Linked DNA regions of Mus musculus: all the other regions are linked to region 1. The links are chromatin contacts, called in public HiChIP or PLAC-seq and promoter capture Hi-C maps. All regions are on one chromosome and are shown on one strand. Each heading gives the region's core, a stretch centred on a gene start, on an enhancer-like site or on the middle of the called end of the contact. The rest is flanking DNA. Distances are from core to core; before and after follow the strand shown. Region 1 holds the start of Rassf1 (Ras association (RalGDS/AF-6) domain family member 1). Region 2 holds the start of Uqcrc1 (ubiquinol-cytochrome c reductase core protein 1). Region 3 holds the start of Slc26a6 (solute carrier family 26, member 6). Region 4 holds the start of Celsr3 (cadherin, EGF LAG seven-pass G-type receptor 3). Region 5 holds the start of Nckipsd (NCK interacting protein with SH3 domain). Region 6 holds the start of Ip6k2 (inositol hexaphosphate kinase 2). Region 7 overlaps Gm33616 (a long non-coding RNA gene).

Region 1 (2,798 bases), core at 149-2,648:
TCGACAGGGGAGCTGGTAAGATGCAAACCCTCCAAGGACGCTCAGCCCAATTTCAGGACTTCCTGTCTCTTGGCCCTCTGGCTAGGAACAGTTAGTTTCTCAATGGCCTTCCCTGGATCTCTTGCAGCTTCAGGCCTTCCTCACTGACACACTACTCGACCAGTTGCCCAATCTTGCCGATCTGAAGGGTTTCCTGGCCCACCTGTCCCTGGCTGAAACCCAGCCCCCTAAGAAGGACCTAGTGTTAGAACAGGTAAGGCCCTAGAACATGCTTGGGAGTGCTTGGGACGGTGGTCCACTTTTCCGGCTCCTTCCTCCCTGTCTCCATTACACTTTTTTAGATCCCAGAAATCTGGGATCGCCTGGAGAGAGAGAACAAAGGGAAATGGCAGGCTATCGCCAAGCACCAGCTTCAGCACGTATTCAGCCTCTCGGAGAAGGATCTTCGTCAACAAGCACAGAGGTAAAGTCCACTGAGTGGCTGAAGTCACGTGCATAGGACCAAGGAGGGAAGGTCACCTAGTGCTTCTGTGCACCTACCTGCCCGGTCCGTCCATTCAGCTCTTCTCGACTCCTCCCCCAGGTGGGCTGAAACCTACAGGCTGGATGTCCTAGAGGCAGTAGCTCCGGAGAGGCCCCGCTGCGGCTACTGCAACGCAGAGGCCTCCAAGCGCTGCTCCAGATGCCAGAATGTGTGGTATTGCTGCAGGTGAGGCGATCCTGGGACCTTAGTTGCCCCCCTAAGCTCCAACCCTGGGTTCTCCTACAAGCCCTGTCATTGTCATGCAACCCACCCCGCTGCAGGGAGTGTCAAGTCAAGCACTGGGAGAAGCACGGAAAGACATGTGTTCTAGCAGCCCAAGGTGACAGAGCCAAGTGAAGGCCGTAGCTGCCGAGGGCCGACAGAAGAGCGCACCCAGACTGTGACTGAGCTTCAGGGACTCGTGGCTCGCCCCTGTCAGACCTCAATTTCCCTGGTGAGCACAGCTGAGTCAAGTAGAGCTGCAAACCACCACACTCTTCACTTCCTGCCCCACCCAGCGAATACGCAGAGGACCAGGCCACAGCATCAGCAAACTGGCAGACAGGGTTGGGGGGTGTAAGCAAGGGCCGGATGTGGAGACCCTCTTCCTTTCGCACAATAAAGCAGACTCATGAAACGCAACAGTGTGGCGCTGTACAGTCATCCTTGGGGTCGGGGGAGAAGACTGGACGGAAAGATTGGGAAGGGGCTCTTTGAAAGGGCCCACCCCTGTGCCGTGCCCCGCCCACAAGTCCACACGGTCGGCTCGCCTAGGGTTCCAGCGCGTCCTCCTCGGCTCTTTCCCGCCGCCCTGCCTGGATCCTGGGGGCGGTGCCGAAGTCGCGGCCCGCCCTGCGGCCTCGCCCGCTCGGTACTCACTAGCTGCTAGTCCGCTACAGCACCGGCCTGACCGGGCCATGTCGGCGGAGCCAGAACTCATTGAACTACGCGAGCTGGCACCGTCCGGGCGCATCGGTCCAGGCCGTACCCGGCTGGAGCGTGCCAACGCTCTGCGCATCGCCCCGGGTACAACACGCAATCCGTCACAGCAGCACGTCCCGGGTCGTGGCCACCGTTTCCAGCCTGCAGGGCCCACCACGCACACGTGGTGCGACCTCTGTGGAGACTTCATCTGGGGCGTCGTGCGCAAGGGCCTACAGTGCGCGCGTGAGTAAGCGGCCCCACACAGCCAGCGACTACGGAAAGGGAGGCAGCACCATAGTTGCGGGTCAAGCGGCAGTGGAGGGCTGGTCAGTTGTGATGATCCTGCAGACCAGATCTCCTGGCCTTGCTCCATCAGGGAGAGTGCTTGAGAAAATGGTTTATCACTTGTCACGCTCTGTCCGTGCACAGTTGGGCAGAGTTAGTTGTCTGTGAATAAGAAGGTGCTTCAAGTTTGTCTTTAAAGTGCTTGTGCCCTTTCTTGAAAAGCCTTTGTGCCTGCTGAGCTCTGAGCCTACATTCCGAGGCCCGCCTCTTCCCAACGATTGGCTCACTGTGTTCCCCCTCTAGATTCCTGGGTGACGTCTCCCACATTAATAGGGGGCCAGAAAAAGTTAGAACCTTAGTTAGGCTCCTTGTTAGTAGGAATTCTATTGAAACTTCAGTCAAGGTTGTTTTGAGTCAAGGATGCAGAGGCTAAAACATGGAGTCCAGCCACACACACAATGAGTGGTCCTTCTGACCTAGGAATTACCAGCAAACAGAACCACGCAGGACAATATATACCTTCCAGTCTCCTCGCGCCTACTTCTCCTCTCAGACTTGTTGACTCCGTTGTTGAAAGTGGACCTTAGGCATCCTGGTTTTTCTGTTTTGGTTTGGTTTTTTGGTTGTTTTGTTGTGTTTTAAGACAGGGTTTCACTCTGCAGCCCTGGCTTGCCTAGAACTCTCTATGCAGACCAGGCTGTGACAAGCAACCCACCTGCCCCTGCCTCCCAAGTTCTGATGTATAGTTTTGAGTTGAGAATCGGTGCTTTGGGCCATATAGGAACTTAAAAATGGCACTGTAGGCCTGTGTGTGCCTCCAGATCATCTCATTCACTATACAAGTATGTCACAAACTCAGCTAGTGTAGCAGTTTGTGACAGAATGCCACATGAGAGCAAGAGCTGCGGCATCTCAGCATTCACAAGGAGAAAGAAAGCTGCTCTGGGGTTCTTGTCTAGGAAGCAAGACAGTTTGGGAGATAAGGAAGAAACCAAAGGCAAATGGAGGGTTTGCTTCAGATTGGGCTTACAGTGATAACTTGTTGAGATAGGAACCCTGGGGTGGA
Region 2 (2,798 bases), core at 95-2,594, 1.4 Mb after region 1:
TCTGGGGAGTACTGGCTAGTTCATATAATTGTTTCTCCTATGGGGCTGCAAACCCCTTCAGCTCCTTGGGTCCTTTCTCCAGCTCCTTCATTGGGGACCCTGTGCTTCGCATCCAATAGATGGCTGTGAGCATCCACTTCTGTATTTGTCAAGCACTGGGAGAGCCTTTCAGGAGACAGCGTTATCAGGCTCCTGCCAGCAAGCTCTTGTTGGCATCCGCAATCGTGTCTGGGTTTGGTGGTTGTTTATGGGATGGATCCCCAGGTGGGGCAGTCTCTGGATGGTCATTCCTTTAGTCTCTACTCCAAACTTTGTCCCTGTAACTCATTTTTTATTGTTTTGTTTTGTTGAAACAGGGTTTCTCTGTGTAGCCCTGGCTGTCCTGGAACTCACTTTGTAGACCAGGCTGGCCTCGAACTCATGAATATATTTCTTAATGATTAATTTTTAATATTTTATGCTCTTTTACTATGCTTAACTCCCAAAGAATATTTTGCATGTTTTGAAACAATTTAGTATTCAACATTAGATATAGGATCCTCAGTTATGGATAGTATTAAATATTCATTAATGATATTTTAGGGTATGAAAGGATATGAATATAAAAGTTGAAAAAAATTTATGGATTATTTGATTCTCAAAGTACTCAACATTATTAATATGTTTGATGTATAAAATGCATTTAAATAATAAAAAATTAAGAAAAAAAGTAAACAAAAAGTTTTGAAATAATCACAAAATAGAAAAAACTTTTTTGCTTAGTTATTTTATTCCAAACAAGGAGCCCTATTCCACAAATTACCTCTACATTGTTCCTCTTTTCATACACACGTTTTTTTTCTTACGTTTTGGAGACACTGTCTTACACAACCCAGGGTAGTTTTGAACTCCTTACACAAGAGAGGAGGATGTCCTTGAACTCCTGATTCTTCTGTGTCTCCATTTCCCAAGTGCTATATATTTGGCAATATATTATTAAACGTCTTTCAAGTCAACCATTTAAGCATATTTTATTCTTTTAAACTAACTTTAGTGGACACCTTCTTGCACAGACAGGCAAGTGCTTTAGCCCTTGGGCTCAATTGTGCCTAGCCACTGCCCTCCAGGTTTCAGAGCTGCTGCTGGCGTACAATGCATCTCCCACAGTTGCATACCGCCTCCCTCAGGTGGAAGAAGGTGATGAATAGAACCTGTCTCAGATGGGACCAGATGAAGGGCCCCTCCCTCGCAGGTTGATAAATGTCCCGAAGATCCTAGAGGCACACGGACCAAATGACTACATGCGATCAATTCTTGCTAACGTACTTGCTGCCCAACAGGGGGCGACTGAGCACCAAGTCTTCCTTACAGCGCTTGCGCCTCAGACTCCGCTCTGCGCATGCGCAGCGCGGCTCTACACTGACGGAAGTTAGAAGATGGCGGCGTCCGCAGTCTGCCGAGCGGCCTGCTCCGGGACGCAAGTGCTACTTCGCACCCGCCGCTCGGTGAGGTGGCAGTGAGACGTTGGGCTGCAGGGCCCAGGGCTTTCGTACACAGATGAGGAGCAGGCTGTCTCAGCAGTGGCGGGTCGGAGTGGGGAGGTCGCGGGGGTCAGGGCCGTGGGAAGGTCATGGCGGAGGGCGGGGATGGTTATCTGCTCTGGCTTGGGTTTGAGAGCCGAGGTCCCAGAGGCTTGGCGAGCAGTTCTTGCAATGGTCGCCTTCTCCCTTTAGCCGGCCCTGCTGAGGTTACCTGCCTTGCGGGGTACCGCAACCTTCGCCCAGGCCCTCCAGAGCGTGCCGGAGACCCAGGTCAGCATCTTGGACAACGGGCTGCGTGTGGCCTCGGAGCAGTCCTCGCATGCTACCTGCACGGTAAGTGTGCGCCAGTCCTCTAGGTGAGGCCCGCCGTGTTGTCCCAGGTTGGGATGTGACCTTGGGCTCCAGTCTTACATGTTTTGGGTGGAGACTGGCTTACTGCCGGGGCTTATCCCTGTACCTGACTTCAACCCTGCCTTAACCCGGCAGCCAACATTATGGTGCTTGCCAAAGACGGGGCCGAATTCTCTCCTCCAGCTTTTCGTTCTACCTCCCCGAGAGAAGAGATTATTCTCTTGCCACGAAAAAGAATGAGATTTCACAGACTTTAGGTTATTTACAGAAAGACATCCAGGTCTGTTAGACTCACCACCTAGGCTATGTAATTTGTAGACGTAGCCAGGAATACACTTCAAGAAATGCCTCTGAAGGACGGGGAAGATGGCCCAGTGGGTAAAGAGCTTGGTACTCAAACATGGGTATCTGAATTTGGAGTCCTCAGTGTTGTGATTTAGGTCTAACACCAATACTCTGAGGGGTGGAGACTAGTGTGTCTAAGCCGGTCTTACTTTTACCTACACGAGTGGCTTACATGTGTGTATGTGCACCATGTCTGTACATAATGCCCTTGGAGGTTGGAAAAGGATATTAGAACCCCCAGAGGGCTGGTGAGATGGCTCAGTGGGTAAGAGCACCCGACTGCTCTTCCGAAGGTCCGGAGTTCAAATCCCAGCAACCACATGGTGGCTCACAACCACCCGTAATGAGATCTGATGCCCTCTTCTGGTGCGTCTGAAGACAGCTACAGTGTACTTACATATAATAAATAAATAAATAAATAAACAAATCTAAAAAAAAAAAAACAGAACTGGAGTTACAGGTGGTTGTGAGCCACCGTGAGGGTGCTGGGAATTGAACCTGGGTCCTGTGGAAGAGCGGTTCCTAACCCTACACAGTCTCACCATCCCACGTACACATACGTAAAAATAAAAATTTTTTTTC
Region 3 (2,798 bases), core at 148-2,647, 1.3 Mb after region 1:
GCTCAGGACCGGGGTTCTGTGCAGCCGCCACCCACCCCTACCCTGTGTTTACTCTTGGGAGGCAGTTTCTGAGATTCAAAAAAATCCCACTTCACTGCCTGTGCCAAATCCCACCAGCCAGGTCCCCAGCTCTCTTTACCCAGACTGACCCCTGCCCTTGAAGGGCTGAGAGGCCTGTCGGTTGGGAGAGTGTCCTTGCTATGTCCTAGGTTCTGTAGATGCCCGTCTCTGGGGTCCCCTTCCAACAGTGGCCCTCTTTCCTGTCTGTGTAAATTGTTCCGTGAAGCCGCGCTCTGTTTTGGGAATAAACTTCTATAGAAAACACTTGTTCCTCTTTCTGTCTCAGCTGTTGAGAATACTCACCCAGGATGACCTTTGTAGGACTCTGAGCTCTCCTCCCTCCAAAATAGCCAGTTATTTTTAGCCCATTTCATGGGAGATTTGGACCAGGTTCCCATTTCTTTCTGAAATATGGCCTCTCACCTTGTGACTGGAGCCTGAAGTTGGAGCGCAGGAGCTGCGCCAAGAGAAGCCACTTTCCTGGTCTAGGCAGTCATATGAGGGTTTCCTTAATATCCAGAGGCTGACATTTGTGGCCCTGCCCATTAGTCACCCCAAACCTAGGCGTTCCCACTTCAGTTCCTGCTTACCCACCCACACTCTGGCCCTTACTGGTCTTTTCTCACTTGGATCAGGCCAGAGCTTCCAGACCTGGAAAGGATCCTGAGTGCTCCATTTCCAGTCTAGGCAGCCAGGTGTGAAAGTGAAAGGGGGGGGGGGGGCTTAAGAAGCCACCCATGGTGACAAATACCTTTGATCTCTTCTTTAATCCCAGCACTCACTAGGCAGAGGCAGGTGGATCTCTGTAGACAAGTCTGGTCTACAGAGAGTTCCAGGACAGCCAAGGCTAAACAGAGAAAACTTGTCTGGAAAAAAAGAAATGGAGGTGGGGTGGGGCTGGTCTTGAGGACCACTGTGCCAGGTCTCAGAAGGAAAAATCTGAGGGTGATACTCACAGCTTGGTGGTCCCTGAGAGACCCTACAGGCCTAGATCTCCCACAGTTGAGGCTGGGGCCCCTGGTTGCACACCTAGGCATCCAGATCGGTCAAGAATGTCTCCTCTGCATAAAGTGGGGACCTTCTACAAAGCATACAATTAGGTCCAGCCACTTAAGGGCACAGAGGCATAACATTGGCCAAGCGTAGCGCTGGGCCTTCGTTCCAGTCCTCCAGTCTCAGCAGAATGCTCCAGCTCCCAGCAGGTTAACAAGAATCGCAGGCAGGGACAGAAGCTAGGCCGACGGGAAGGAAAGGGTTAAAATTTTATTCTCCGGGCTCGCCCCGCCCAGAGAGTATGACTTGGATTCCACCCCCAGAATTCTGATTGGTCTGATCTTGCACATCCTAGCGGTGGAGCTTGCGGCCGGCCAAGTTCTGGGCCTGGCGCCACCTTCTAGCCGGTAGTGGCCTCCTGGGGGAGCTGTTTGAAAAGCGGTACACGAGTTACCCTCTGAGGGCCATGGGACTTCCCGATGGGTCCGGTGAGTTGCAGGGCGCTGCCCAAATTCCGCGTGCCCGCGAAGCGCTAGTAGTTCTGTGACTCCCGGCCTGGGTCAATTCAGGAAGGGAACCTCCAAGTCCCCGACAGGCATTTCCCGTCTGCGGAGCCTTAGTTTACCGCCTTGCCGATTTTCCGAAGGAGGTTATCCATCAACAGCGAGGGATGGGGGCGGGCTCTGGCGCGACCCCAGCTCTTGAGGGTTGTACTGAACGTCCCTGGAGTGCTAATAAGGGCGCTGCAGGGAAGTTGCTGCTTACCGAGGAGTCCTGGCACGGGAGGTGTGCCAGCTGGGCGCGTTGGGACTGGGAGAGAAACCGCTGCAAGACAGGCTCTAGCCAGGCGGTGGACCAGCCGCGGCCTGAGTCGGCAGGGTACTGTTCACATTTGTCGCTGCCGGCCCTTGTGCCCTCCCAAAGGGAGGTGCCAAGCATCAAGGCTCCGCCCTCCAAGGCGCGTGCCGCCTGGTAAGGGGAGGGAGCCCTTTAAGAAGACTTGAGAGATCTTGAAGGAGGGGAGAGGGGCCGCTGAGATCTCCTGGAGCCCGCGGTGCAGAGAATCTCTGAAGATCTTCCTTGCGTCTGCACTGCTCCCTCCTCCATTGGATACCCAGGTTAGAGAGTCTTCCCAGGTGAGTTCCTACCCCTCTGGTGGGATTCTCTCCCCTGGTTATAGCCTCTCCTAGATCAGAACTCACAGGTGATATCTTTCCCACAGGCTAGCCCCTCCCCCCTGCCCACTCCAAATTTGTTTCCCCTGAAATATATTTATAGAGAGCTGCATTCCATATGGAGGCACCCCCCCCCCAGATCAGAGTTTCTTCTGAGAGACCCCCTCAGATCCTATTCTCTGGTAAAGTCTCCCACTTCCGAGAGAAGTGCCTCTCCAGAGAAGTGCCTCCCGATGAGAGATTCCCACACCCCCGGTCAGAACTTGCCTGGCTGGTGAAAGCTTTCAGGGCAGAGTTCCCTCCAGGTTGGATTGGCTTCCAAAAGCTCCTGTTCCCAGGTGAAGTCTCTCTACTTCGAGTGGGAGCCTGTCAAAACTCCCTGGAGGTGAGAGCTTCGACCCTGGAGTCTTGCTGGACCCTGTCCTGAAACTGGAGGGCAGTATTGCTTACAGACCTCTGGTTTGCTAGTTCTTATCTGTCAACTCGCTCTCAGCCAACAAGGTTGGGCTCCTGGTGGAAAAGCTGGAAAGGGGACTGGACAGGAATTGATTCAGGGAAGGAAGCCAAGGG
Region 4 (2,798 bases), core at 92-2,591, 1.3 Mb after region 1:
CAAATGGTGTATCTGTCACGGAACTCTGACTTGAGTCTTAAGACTTAACGACCCCAAACACTACAGCTGATACCCATGGGTCAGATCACAGCAGCCTCGTCCAGTGCAACCCGAGTGAGCCAAACCTCCCCGAAGCAAAGAAACCCAGGAGCGAGAGAATGCGTTGATTGGTTGCTGGTGATGTCATAGCTACCATTTGGGGGCGGGCCAGAGGTCTTGGCCAGGAGTTCTTGGACTGTTTGAAGTAGTAACCACTCAGCCGGGGGAACCGCACCCAGGGCAATGTTCTGGGGTCCTAGGCCTGACTCCTGTCTCGGTGTCAGAATGAATGAGTCCCCTGCACCTTGCGTTGCAGCTCATCACCGATGCCAAGTTTGGAGGCTGATCAATATAGCGCGTCTTTTGGATTATTTCTGCTGGCTAGCGTGGAACCCGCGAGGCCCTCCTACCTCCCGCATACAATGGAGTCCTCCGAGAGGGGCGGGGTCTCCCATTGTGCCAATAGAAACAATGACACTCTAATTGGAATGCGCCGCCTTTCTCTAGGATTCTGTGACGTCTGTTGCGCCACATCTAGCTATTGGTTGGTTGAGATGCGCGCGTGCCAGGAGTTGGACGGAAAGCTAGACTGGACCAGGACTAGGGAGAACTGAGCTTCTGTCGGGTTCTTCAAGGGGTTAAAGGATGCAGTTGTCGCAGGCGAGGGGGCGGAGATCTGAGGAAGCTGGGTCCACAGTTGTACAACCCTGGGTTCCACGTGGCATCTCAGAACACTGGAAAGAACCATAGCCTAGAGAGACGTGGTGTCTCTCCCAAGTCTGGGAGACCGCTAGTGACTCTCGTGGCGGAGAAGAGTTGGCTTCTCTTCCTGTCTCAGAAGGGTCGTTTTCAGATCCTGTTCTGTAGGAGCAAACAAGGAGATTTTTGCGACATGTTTCTCATAAGTTAAACTTGTTAATAAACAGTTAACGCTATTGTTTGAACCAGGCCGGTGTCTGGCCATTATTTTCACAGTCCCAGGATTCTATATGGTAACCCTTCCCAGACCGATGACAGCACATTTTCAAACCAAAATGGGTGTTAGGGCTCGGAACTAGCGCTCTAAAGGGAGACGAGATTCTCGGTCTGAAGAAAGACTAGGAAGCCACGCTGGAATAGCGCACTAGGATGAGAGGGAGGGCGGTGGCAGAGTAGCGGAGAAACTCCCAGCTCCGTTCAGCACCGTGGGCAGCACTTCTGTTCTCAATAAAGATGGCGGTAACGGCTTCAGTCGCCAGAACTGCCATGCGCGACGGGCTGTACCACCAGGTTTGGGGCATCGGGGCGGAGGTGGAGCAAACCATCGGAGCGGCCGGGAGCCATGTTGGAGCGTCGGGAGGCGGCAGCGGCGTCGGGGATGCTGTGGTGGGGGCGGCAAAAGCCGGGGCCGTATGCCAAAGGGGCTCTGGCCGCGGAGTAGATGGTGCCCAGAGAGCAGTGGCGGCGCGGAGCGACGGGCAGAGGGGCGGAGGGCCGGGGCGGCGGCAGGGGCCCAGGAGGGGGCCAGAGCAGCGGGGCGGGCCCAAGGCCCGGACCCGGGCGGGGGGCGGCGGAGGCCGTGACGGGAGGCGGGGGTGATGGCGAGGCGGCCTCTATGGTGGGGTCTCCCGGGACCGTCGACCCCGGTACTACTGCTCCTTCTCCTCTCTTTGTTCCCTTTTAGCCGGGAGGAGCTGGGGGGCGGTGGGGACCAGGACTGGGACCCAGGGGTTGCTACTACTACTGGGCCAAGAGCGCAAATCGGCAGTGGAGCCGTAGCTCTTTGTCCCGAATCTCCCGGCGTCTGGGAAGATGGAGATCCTGGCCTGGGGGTCAGGGAGCCTGTCTTCATGAGGCTCCGAGTAGGTAGGCAAAACGCCCGGAATGGTCGAGGGGCCCCTGAGCAACCAAACGCGGAGGTGGTGGTCCAGGCATTGGGTAGTCGCGAGCAAGAGGCAGGTCAGGGTCCAGGGTATCTGTTATGTTGGCACCCAGAGATCTCCTCTTGTGGGCGGACAGGGCCTTTACGAAGAGGTAGCCTGCCACTCGATGCTCTGTCCCCAGGGGATTCTGATCTGAGGAACAGCTCTCCTCACCCTTCAGAACTTCTGGCTCAGCCTGATGGCTCCAGGCCAGTGGCCTTCCAGCGTAATGCTAGGAGAAGCATCCGCAAAAGAGTGGAAACCTCTCGCTGCTGCGGGAAGCTGTGGGAGCCAGGACACAAGGGTCAGGGTGAGAGATCCGCGACTTCCACAGTGGACAGGGGACCCTTTCGGCGGGACTGCCTCCCCGGCTCTTTAGGATCTGGCCTGGGGGAGGATTCAGCACCACGTGCTGTGAGGACAGCTCCTACGCCGGGTTCAGCACCTCGCGAGTCTCGGACAGCTCCCGGGCGCATGCGCTCCCGCGGTCTCTTCCGCCGCCGTTTCCTCTTTGAGCGCCCTGGGCCGCGCCCTCCCGGGTTTCCGACTGGTCCTGAAGCCAAGCAAATACTCTCAACTAACCAGGCTCGTCCTCGTCGTGCTGCAAACCGCCACCCGCAGTTTCCTCAATACAACTACCAGACACTGGTACCTGAAAATGAGGCAGCGGGCACATCAGTACTGCGCGTGGTGGCACAAGACCCGGACCCAGGCGAGGCCGGGCGCCTCATCTACTCGCTGGCGGCGCTCATGAACAGCCGCTCGCTGGAGCTTTTCAGTATTGATCCTCAGAGTGGCCTCATCCGCACGGCTGCCGCTCTGGATCGTGAGAGTATGGAACGCCACTACCTTCGAGTA
Region 5 (2,798 bases), core at 78-2,577, 1.3 Mb after region 1:
TAGGTGTAGTCTGGCTCATCTAAGTACTCAGGCAGAGGGAGTTGGATTGCTGTTAGTTTCAGGCCAGTTGGTGCTGCTAGTGTGACCTTGTCTTTAGGGGGAAAAAGCCAGGTGTGGTGGCACCTGCCCTAAGTCCCAGCATTTGGGAGGCAAAGGCAGATGGATCATTGGATTTAAGGCCAGCCTGGTCTACATGGTTCCAGAACAGCCAAAACTACACAGTGAGACCTTGCCTTGGAACATTGTCTGATGGTGTGTATATCCTGTGCTCCTTAGATTAGTGGAGAGTATGCAAGGATCCTTTAGGCCTTCTTCACTACGACCGAGGGATGCCAAGGATTTCAAAGATGTGGATGGCTAGGCTGAATATTAAACTGAAGGTCAGGGATGCTTTTTCTTTCTTTGAGACGGATTCTTACTATGAAGCCCAGGCTGGTCTTGATCTTGGCTTTCTACAGCTCTGCCTCCTGGATGCTGGGATCATGCCACCATTCAGAACTCAAAACATGCTTTTTAAACCTCATGTGTTCAGTCCCTACCCTATCAGCCTTCTGCCCTAACCATTTTTTTTCCCCAGTGCCATTTGTGATGTTGGGGCAGGACAGGGTTGGTAACAGACAGCCTTTTAAAACAGGAGATGCATGTATACACGCAGTTTGATTCGTTATGAGTAAATATGACCTTAGGTCATAGACTTAAATCCTTTTGTAACAACAAAAATGGCAAAAGGATAGTCATTGACAAGTTGGGGCGTGGTCCAGAAGGGAGTGTTCAAATAGAACAGATGCAAGACTCAAGATAGGAAAGAAGCCAGTATATATGAAGGGAGTGTATATGTGGTGGGTAGCAAAGATGCATTCTGGACAGTACAACCTGGTTTTGTCCCTTGCCCTCCACACTTGTCCACCACCTCAGCGACAGAGTAGGGACTTTGTACTAAGGCACTGTGAGGCCTAGATGCGCTGGGGAGACCCCTCCCCAGAAAGAACTTCCAAATGTCTGATCAGGATTCCTCAAAGCAAAACACCATATCCCCGTCCCCAGGGACGCACTGGCTATAAGCATCCTTCATCAGGAGGTGGGAAGGAACGCAGCGCTTGCACCTGAGCTGGGAAAGGAGGAGGAAAGCCAGGGAGAGGGAGTTAGGACCCTAAGTCAGCTGACTGGAGTCTGAGGCCTGAAGGAACTGGAGACTCCCACCCCGCCCCGCCAAACCTCTCTCGGCCGCGAGGGGGCGCGGCGCTCCAATACTGGAGCCGACTCGCTCCTGGGGCGGGGTTCCGGCGGTCGCGCATGCGCACGCGCGGCGTGTCACGGGGCGGGGCGGGGCAAGCGCCGGGCGGCGCGGCACTCAGGGCCTGGCTTCCCGGCACCGCAACCTTCGTCGCGTACCCAGCCCCGGCGCTTCGCGGCCCGGCCCGGCCCGGCCTCATGTACCGCGCGCTGTATGCGTTCCGCTCCGCGGAGCCGAACGCCATGGCGTTCGCTGCAGGCGAGACCTTCCTGGTGCTGGAGCGCAGCAGCACGCACTGGTGGTTAGCAGCACGGGCGCGCAGTGGCGAGACCGGGTACGTGCCGCCTGCCTACCTGCATCGCCTGCAGGTGAGTGTGTCCCTCCGTCCCAGGCCTCTCGACCGAACCCCTTCACCAGCACGCAGAACCGATCCAGGAAGCTCAGTCAGATTCTTCGGGACTTCTACCAGACAAGGAGGTTGAGACTCTGACCTTAAGTCCCAAGAGCCGTAAGGACTGAGACCCCTCCGGAAGGGCCGTCAACACCCACCCGAGACTAGGCCTTTGACATTTAACCGCAGGCCCGTGAAAAGCTTAATTCTGGAACAGGGACTCTCTGTCATCGATAATCAGAGCCTCCATCTGCATTGAATTCTCGAGCTGGATCCAGAGACTTCCAGTCCATTCATTATCCAAGTCCCTTAGACCTCCAAACCCTATTCGTTCCCCTTTCCTGAATCCCTAGGATGCCCATCTCCCATCAATCTGTAGCCTCCACCTTTAACTGTAAAGATCACCGTGCCCACCACTGACTGTGCCACCTCATACACCACCTGTTTCCTCAACCACCCTCCAGGTTCTTAGTCCCCACCCCACCCACACACTTGGACCCCAGAGCCACAGGCATTCCTGTCCCTTATGCGAGTCCCAATTCCTGTAGTATCTCTGTATCCCGAACCCGCCCACCTATCAAGCTCTCCCCAAGGACAATTCCCCAACCCTTCAGGAACCAAGGCCCCTGGCCCCTGCTGATAGACAAGGTTCCCTGGCACAGCCCCCACTTCTCCCAAGCCTCCACTCCTGACTTCTCTGGTTTCCTTCCTCTGAAATCTGGGCGCTCCATCCTGGAATGGGAGCTGTCCACACTGTGAGGAAGTGAGCCTCCTTCATGGTTTCCCGTTCTGAAGATGGCCTGGTCCCCTTCCAGTGGAGCCTGCTCCAGTTCCTGTTTGCTCAAGAGTAGTCCTGCTGCAGTGTCTCCAGCTAGCCTATTCTGACTGCAGGAGGAAGGGGACCCAGGGCAGTCTGGGCTATTCCAGACTCATAGTCCCTAGCTATGGAAACATCCTGTCCCAGCCCAGTTAAGGACAGAAATACTGTGATAAATTTGGAAATGTCATCTGGTCTTGCTAAAGACGAGGGACCCTTGGTTCTAGGGTCCTCCTCACAGACTCTCAGTCTCCTCTAGAGGTGTTCAGGTGAGAAAAATCTAAACTGTGTCACACCCAGCTCAGCTTTTTGAGCACCCAGGTCTCTTTGGAGACTTTGAGGAAGCCCTGCCTCTT
Region 6 (2,798 bases), core at 194-2,693, 1.2 Mb after region 1:
ATACGACAACAGCCATACGGAAACAGTCAAGGAACACACACAGCCAGAGGGCAGGCTGTCTATCAACAGCTGAACACTGAACCAGGAAGAGCCTGAACTGGGCAAACACTTTTGGGGTCGATTAACATGAAGTTGGCATTTAAACCTGAAACCTGGGCCTCTCGGTTCATGCCTGTAATCCCAGTAAGAGGAAGGTTGATGCTGAAGAATTGCCTTAATTTTGAGGCCAGCCTGGGCTACAGAGAGGGATCTGGACTCAATTAGTTAATATTTTAAAAACAAAACCACGACCCGGGGTAAGTGGGTATAGACAGAGAGGAAAAAATGTGAAAAAGAAAAACTAGACAGAACTGAACACAGAGCCATGAAGGCCTCAAGGGAAGGCGATTCCAAGAGGAACCTGTTGGTAATAGGAGTTTCTCTTGTCCACCTTTAGAAAGCAGGGATTAAAAAAATCTGTTTACTGCACTCACTGCAGAGTGTAGGTGCTTAATAAATACTTCAGTTTTAAAAACCTATGAGCTACATCTTTGCTAATGCCCAGGATGCAGGGTTACAACTCTGGCATCCTTTACAGAAAGGCCAATAGCCAAGAAGGAGGTCATCCCATGCCCATGGTTCCCATCGTGCTCCTTGCCTTTCCTGGCTGCGCTGACACTCGTTCACTCATGCAGGAGACCTTCTGAATGACACAGGCTCCAGACAAAGGAGTCTTGGATGAGCTCTATGCTCCAGACCTATCAATTTACCGAGGACCCTATACATCCCTCTGATCAGACTTCTATTGGCTTTTATCTTGTCTGTCTGTCCACTCATCTGTTCACCTGTCTAAACATTTTTTAAAAATTATTATAGTGTGTGTGGTGTGAGTGTGTGTTTGTGAGTGAGAGAGAGACAGAGACAAAGAGCCAGAGAGAAACAGAGCAACGGCTTGACCTGTTGAGCCGTCTTACTGGCCTCCTATAGAGCCATGTATTTGTCTATCGTCTGTAGTCATTCTCTCTGTTCCCTGCTGCTATCCCTTTATCCATCTTAGCGACATGTAGTTCTGTCCATCCATCTGCTAGGTTGACCAGCTTTGCAGTTTATCACAGAATGAATACTGGCCTTGACATTCCTGTATCCTAGGAAACTCCCCAGTGCGGGGCAAACCAGGACTGTCTGTCCATCCACCCTTACCCTAGGCATCCTGCAATCGATCCATTTGGCACACAGCCCATCAGTTACTTCAACTCCAGAACAGACTGGCCACCCTCCTCACTCAGGACAACGCCCCGCCTCTTCCCGCCCCTTGCCCATTCAGGAAGCCGCCCCAAGCGAATCCCGGCGCCCTAGCAACAGTCTTCCAGGCCGCCCAGTCCGCTTGCGCGGCTTCGGGTGCGAGCCAATAGCGAGGGGCCCTGGGAGCGAGGTTGGGGGGCGGGGCTGAGCGCGGCCGCAGCCATTTTGGTGGAAGAGAAACAATAGGACGGAAGCGTCGCGGGACTGGGCTGTGGCCGCAGGTAACGCCCGCCCCGCCCGGCCCGTGGCCCTGTCACCCCGGGGCTCAGGGGAAGAGGTTTTCGGTGCTGGTAGCGGCCGGGCTCCGGGATCCCTGGGAGGCTTGGGTTTGTGAAGGGGGTCCTATGGCTGTCATTGAGAAGCGGTCTCCCCCTTTTTTTGTGTAGTCATCCCTTCCCTATTTACGGGGGGCCATTGTACCTTGCAGTTACTGGGGAGAGTAGCGTTGCCCACCGAGACGGGGCAGAATCTTCCCCCCGGCATTGGAGGGTCTCCCGGAACCGGGGGAGGGGAGGGGGCGGGGGACGACGACAGTGTCTTTCTCCGGTTTTGAAGCGGTCTCCCTGGGTCTTCCGGTGGAGGACAGGATCTCTGGTCTCACAGAGGTCCCCCGGCCACGATCTCCCTGGTCTTTGAGGATGGGGTCTTTATCTTTGGATGGAAGGGTCAGCCCGGATCCTCAGGTACTGTTGTTACCTGGGCCTGCAGATGTGCAGCCATTTTGGGTGTTGAACGTCAGTTGTGCCAGTCAGCTCCTCTTTGATCCCGGAAAGGCGGGGGAGAGGGTGATCTGCGCATCCAACCTTATTGGTTTTTTTTTTTTCCCCTTCTTCTCCTTTAAGATCTTAAAATGGATCAGAAGGTGTCTTCTTTTTTCTTCTTCTTATGCTGATGCTCCTACCACGAGTGGGATTTTATTCATATTTGATAACAAGACTGCATCTATCTTCTGCATCCTTCCTAATGACTTGATTCGTTTTTAGGATTTTAATTTCTATCAAATATCAAGAAAGCTGTACTAGCGGGAAAATGGGGAAAAATGTAGGAACTGGTGAAATCTAGGGCTCTTCTTACACGCGAAAGGAAATAGAGCTAGTCATCGCATGTAAATAAACATTTTGTTAGCAGAAATGTACATAGAGCAAGAACAAAATAATTTCGAATATTTGTAAGAAAAAGTACTGAAGGGATCCAGAGGCAGTGGGAGGGGGATAAGAAGGGACCAGGGGGATGGATATGGTCAAAATACATTGTATACATGTTTGGAATTGTCAACTAATAAATATTTATGAAAATAAAAAGATCCAAAAGAAAGAAGCCCTGGCAGTTTTGAAACAGCAAATATGATGCAGACAAACATTTTGAAAAATTTAAAGGACCTTCCTTGTTGACAGCATTGTTGTTGATTTTCAGTATTTAAAATGTTTGCTGTATTTGCACTTTCCCTGGGATAACATTTTAAGAGATGGGAGATGCTTATTTACCAAGTTGTTGCCGTGGAGAGTGTAATTGTAGGG
Region 7 (2,798 bases), core at 118-2,617, 1.2 Mb before region 1:
AACCTGAAGGGGCAACACTGGGATAGGGTTGGTCAGCGGCCATTTGGCAAAGAAGGCAAAAGCACGGCATGGCTGAAGAGGGGTCACGCCTGGCGTGGGCCTTGGGCTTTGGGACCTGCTGGTGACTAGAGGCCAGTAGCCCTTGTGGCTGCTTCTCGGAGTTGCTCTGAGCCTCACCAAGCTGAGATGAGCAGCAGTGAGAGTGGCGGGCACAGGGCTCACAGAGGCCAGTGGGTTCCAGCGGCCCCATCTCAGCCAGGTCCTTGGCAGCCCGCACTGCACTCGGGCCGCAGATTACCAAGAAGCAGCCCTATCAGATCTTGGCACCAGCTAAGTGATCTCAGGCCAGGCTGAGTGAAGTAAATTGCAGTATTTAAATGAAAGGAGACCAAGGAGGCTGTGATGAATGCGGTTTGGCTGTGACAGACCTGTAGTTGGCACGACTTGTCCTGTTTGTTTGTTTGTTTGTTTGTTATTATGCAAGAACTTCCTACATAGTTCTGACTGTCCTGGAGCTAATAATTATGTAGACCAGACTGGCACTGAACTCACAGAGATCCTCCTGCCTCCGCCTCCTGAGAGCTAGATTAAAGACATGCACCACCAGGCTTAGCCCATTGATCGTCTTCTTGGTCCGGGTGGATATCCCTGAGGCCGACTTCCCACACTCTCCCATCCCTTGTCCCATTTGACAGATAGAGAAACTGAGCTGAGTACAAAGCCCTAACTGGCCAAAGGCCATAGGGAGTTTGTTTCAGAAGCGACTTGCCTCACCTTGGTCTCCTGGGCCACAGGAAGTACTCAGGAAGGTGTTTGGGCTGGTGGCAGAGATGGGAAGCCCCCAACGTGTTAACCTATTCACTGGAAAGCCTTGGCTTTGAGCATGGCCCTCTTCAGCCTCCCTTTCACCAGTGAAGCTTCAACCCTTTCTCTCTAGCTTCTGATGCTATACCCCTCCCCCCTTGAGCATCTTCTGTCTTTCCATGATGCAACCAGGCTTAGAACTGCTCCAGGACATAGATGCCGAGCCCTGTGGTTCCGTGTTCCTTCCTATTCAAGCTCAGCCCAAGGCAAGCATGAAGCCCAGCTGGAGTGAGGCTCAGGCAACTCTACCCCCAGACAGATGCCCAGGGGTAGAAGAGGACACTGTGTTTAACTTGTGTCAGAGGAGTATCAGAGGTGACAGAGAGGAGGAGGGGTAAGAGGGTCCAGAGTAAGGAGGTGGGGGTGGAGGAGTGACTGGGAGGGAAGAGAAAGGAGCTGAGGAACAGCAAGGTGAAGGTTCTTAAGCTGCCAGTCATGTCTGGGCCAGCCCTGCAGCCCAAGTCAGGATACTTCCTGGGTCTCAGTTCTCTGCTCTTCTCCCTTTGTCCACAGCAAGGATGCAGAGCCCCAGTAGACAGAGAGAAAGTGAGGGGCCCCTAGTGGGGGATCTGTGTGTATGCAGGCACTTAAAGGGCCCCCGAGAGCACTTCTTGGGCTGTCTGTCCACAGCATGGCCTCCTGGATATGTATTCAATGCCTGCCTCAGCTAGAATCACAGGCGTGCTCCGGAGGGCTGATCCACCTTGCTGAAACCAGTTTTCCTCTAGCGAGGGGCTTGGGTCACCTCTCTGCCTTGTCTTGGTCCCACTACCAATTGCTGCACCCATCTGATTGGTATCCTGTGGAAGGGACCTGGGTGGGGCACATTAAGTCCCCAGGATTCCACCCCGGGGATGTTGCTGGCCCAAACCCCCTCGCCAGGACTGTGCTCTTAAGCAGTGAGGGACGCCCTGGGGAGTGTCAGTCCCTGTGAGTGTGTGCACCGGGCATGAGGATTATTGATGCTCTGTGATGCCAGGCAGGGTTTAGCCCCCTCTGGGCCTCTGTTCCTCATCTGTAAACAGGGATTAATAATTGTGCAAATCTCCCAGGGTCATGAGAATTAATTAAACAAGAGAGTACCAGAAAACCGAGCTCAGCCAGCATCTGGAGCAGAGCCAGAGCAGAGCGTGCTTTCCTCTAGGTTTCTTGGGTTGTCCTGTGATCACATGGCCGCTCTGTCCCCTGAGGAGACCTGCTGGCTCTGTCTGTCTGTCTGTCTGTCTGTCTGTGCCCTGCAGCCAGGAGCACCTTTGCTTCCCCATGCAAAGACCAGAGCCACTTCCCAAGGCTAAGAATTTTCTGTGAGGGGATTGCTCTGACTTCTGGTTCAGGGCCCAGCCAAAGAAAGCACGTGTGTCCTAAAGATCGGAGGCCTGTGTCTCCCCGTGGCTTAATGTCAGGTCATTCAACCAATGTCAGGTAGCAAAAATCCTTCCCATAACTTCCAGTCCATGCAAGCCCATCTTGGAGTGCGGGTGGAGGGCCCTGGCCAGATTGAAGGAAGAATAACTCAGTATAGGGGCCTCCAGGGGCCTGTGGCTGTCAGACTGGCACCCACCCATCAGATCTGTGAGATTCTTTCTGCATGACCATAATGACCACAAGCTCCCTTCTGAGGCCCAGGGACCTTTCTGATCCCATGCTAGACCTTCATGCCTTCTCATCTAGGCCCAGGATAAAGAAAGAGGATATAGAGTCCCCGAGAAAATAGATAGTTGTAAGCCCCAGTGCCCCCCCTCCCCAGCCCCCTGGGACTTCTATTGCCTGTCAGATGAACTCAAAGGGAAATATTTTTGGGTTAAGTCTACTGCCTGAATACTAGAACATGGAAGAAGTTCAGATTTTTCTCCCTAAGACTTTCCCTGGATCCTGAGGTCTAGCCTCCTCTAACATCTGAATGCAGTAACCCTTAGGGATGTCAGGAGAGAGGG

Evidence for each region. HiChIP or PLAC-seq counts read pairs in DNA pulled down with a chosen protein or histone mark. Capture Hi-C pulls out chosen DNA fragments and counts their contacts.
Region 2: a promoter capture Hi-C map of adipose tissue shows a contact between it and region 1, with 2.2 times the contacts expected there. The contact joins the promoter of Uqcrc1 here to the promoter of Rassf1 in region 1. A contact is called at or near these places in 3 of 39 promoter capture datasets (erythroid cells, liver and pre-B cells) and 3 of 9 other capture datasets (adipose tissue, liver and macrophages).
Region 3: a promoter capture Hi-C map of liver shows a contact between it and region 1, with 4 times the contacts expected there. The contact joins the promoter of Slc26a6 here to the promoter of Rassf1 in region 1. A contact is called at or near these places in 2 of 39 promoter capture datasets (erythroid cells and liver), 1 of 115 datasets of contacts at active chromatin or transcription factors (double positive thymocytes) and 2 of 9 other capture datasets (adipose tissue and liver).
Region 4: a contact with region 1 is called in an H3K4me3 HiChIP or PLAC-seq map of embryonic stem cells, with 6 read pairs. The contact joins the promoter of Celsr3 here to the promoter of Rassf1 in region 1. A contact is called at or near these places in 3 of 39 promoter capture datasets (liver and pre-B cells), 2 of 115 datasets of contacts at active chromatin or transcription factors (bone marrow-derived macrophages and embryonic stem cells) and 1 of 9 other capture datasets (liver).
Region 5: a promoter capture Hi-C map of liver shows a contact between it and region 1, with 3 times the contacts expected there. The contact joins the promoter of Nckipsd here to the promoter of Rassf1 in region 1. A contact is called at or near these places in 6 of 39 promoter capture datasets (erythroid cells, fetal liver, liver and 2 more), 3 of 115 datasets of contacts at active chromatin or transcription factors (bone marrow-derived macrophages, double positive thymocytes and extraembryonic endoderm stem cells) and 2 of 9 other capture datasets (adipose tissue and liver).
Region 6: an H3K27ac HiChIP or PLAC-seq map of thymic regulatory T cells shows a contact between it and region 1, with 6 times the contacts expected there. The contact joins the promoter of Ip6k2 here to the promoter of Rassf1 in region 1. A contact is called at or near these places in 4 of 39 promoter capture datasets (erythroid cells, liver and pre-B cells) and 2 of 115 datasets of contacts at active chromatin or transcription factors (double positive thymocytes and thymic regulatory T cells).
Region 7: an H3K4me3 HiChIP or PLAC-seq map of bone marrow-derived macrophages shows a contact between it and region 1, with 3 times the contacts expected there. The contact joins the enhancer-like site here to the promoter of Rassf1 in region 1. A contact is called at or near these places in 3 of 39 promoter capture datasets (embryonic stem cells, hippocampal neurons and liver), 1 of 115 datasets of contacts at active chromatin or transcription factors (bone marrow-derived macrophages) and 1 of 9 other capture datasets (liver).

The regions. Positions count from the first base shown.
Region 1 is chr9:107,550,157-107,552,954 of GRCm38.p6, forward strand. It overlaps Rassf1 (Ras association (RalGDS/AF-6) domain family member 1), which reads left to right and starts at 1,399. Exons shown (of 6, transcript NM_001243748.1): 1 at 1,399-1,690. The coding sequence starts at 1,441. Zmynd10 (zinc finger, MYND domain containing 10) reads left to right here. Exons shown (of 12, transcript NM_053253.4): 9 at 128-253; 10 at 342-463; 11 at 584-709; 12 at 805-1,165. The coding sequence ends at 880. Gm34106 (predicted gene, 34106) reads right to left here and starts at 681. Exons shown (of 2, transcript NR_168657.1): 1 at 541-681.
Region 2 is chr9:108,935,304-108,938,101 of GRCm38.p6, forward strand. Uqcrc1 (ubiquinol-cytochrome c reductase core protein 1) reads left to right here and starts at 1,345. Exons shown (of 13, transcript NM_025407.2): 1 at 1,345-1,484; 2 at 1,713-1,853. The coding sequence starts at 1,416.
Region 3 is chr9:108,852,646-108,855,443 of GRCm38.p6, forward strand. It overlaps Slc26a6 (solute carrier family 26, member 6), which reads left to right and starts at 1,398. Exons shown (of 20, transcript NM_134420.4): 1 at 1,398-2,189. Celsr3 (cadherin, EGF LAG seven-pass G-type receptor 3) reads left to right here. Exons shown (of 36, transcript NM_001359572.1): 36 at 1-324.
Region 4 is chr9:108,824,704-108,827,501 of GRCm38.p6, forward strand. Celsr3 (cadherin, EGF LAG seven-pass G-type receptor 3) reads left to right here and starts at 1,342. Exons shown (of 36, transcript NM_001359572.1): 1 at 1,342-2,798. The coding sequence starts at 1,617. It overlaps Gm35025 (a long non-coding RNA gene), which reads right to left and starts at 1,417. Exons shown (of 2, transcript XR_871161.3): 1 at 1-1,417.
Region 5 is chr9:108,807,053-108,809,850 of GRCm38.p6, forward strand. Nckipsd (NCK interacting protein with SH3 domain) reads left to right here and starts at 1,328. Exons shown (of 13, transcript NM_030729.4): 1 at 1,328-1,602. The coding sequence starts at 1,432.
Region 6 is chr9:108,782,369-108,785,166 of GRCm38.p6, forward strand. It overlaps Ip6k2 (inositol hexaphosphate kinase 2), which reads left to right and starts at 1,444. Exons shown (of 6, transcript NM_001379600.1): 1 at 1,444-1,502.
Region 7 is chr9:106,393,449-106,396,246 of GRCm38.p6, forward strand. All of the region lies in intron 2 of Gm33616 (a long non-coding RNA gene), which reads right to left. Among named protein-coding and RNA genes, the nearest start is that of Gm46131, 19 kb to the right of the region's middle. Within about 2 kb of position 1,368, at least 40 of the 459 cell types and tissues checked have an H3K27ac peak or open chromatin away from gene starts, as enhancers often do. A contact at or near this core is called in bone marrow-derived macrophages, where this site is marked.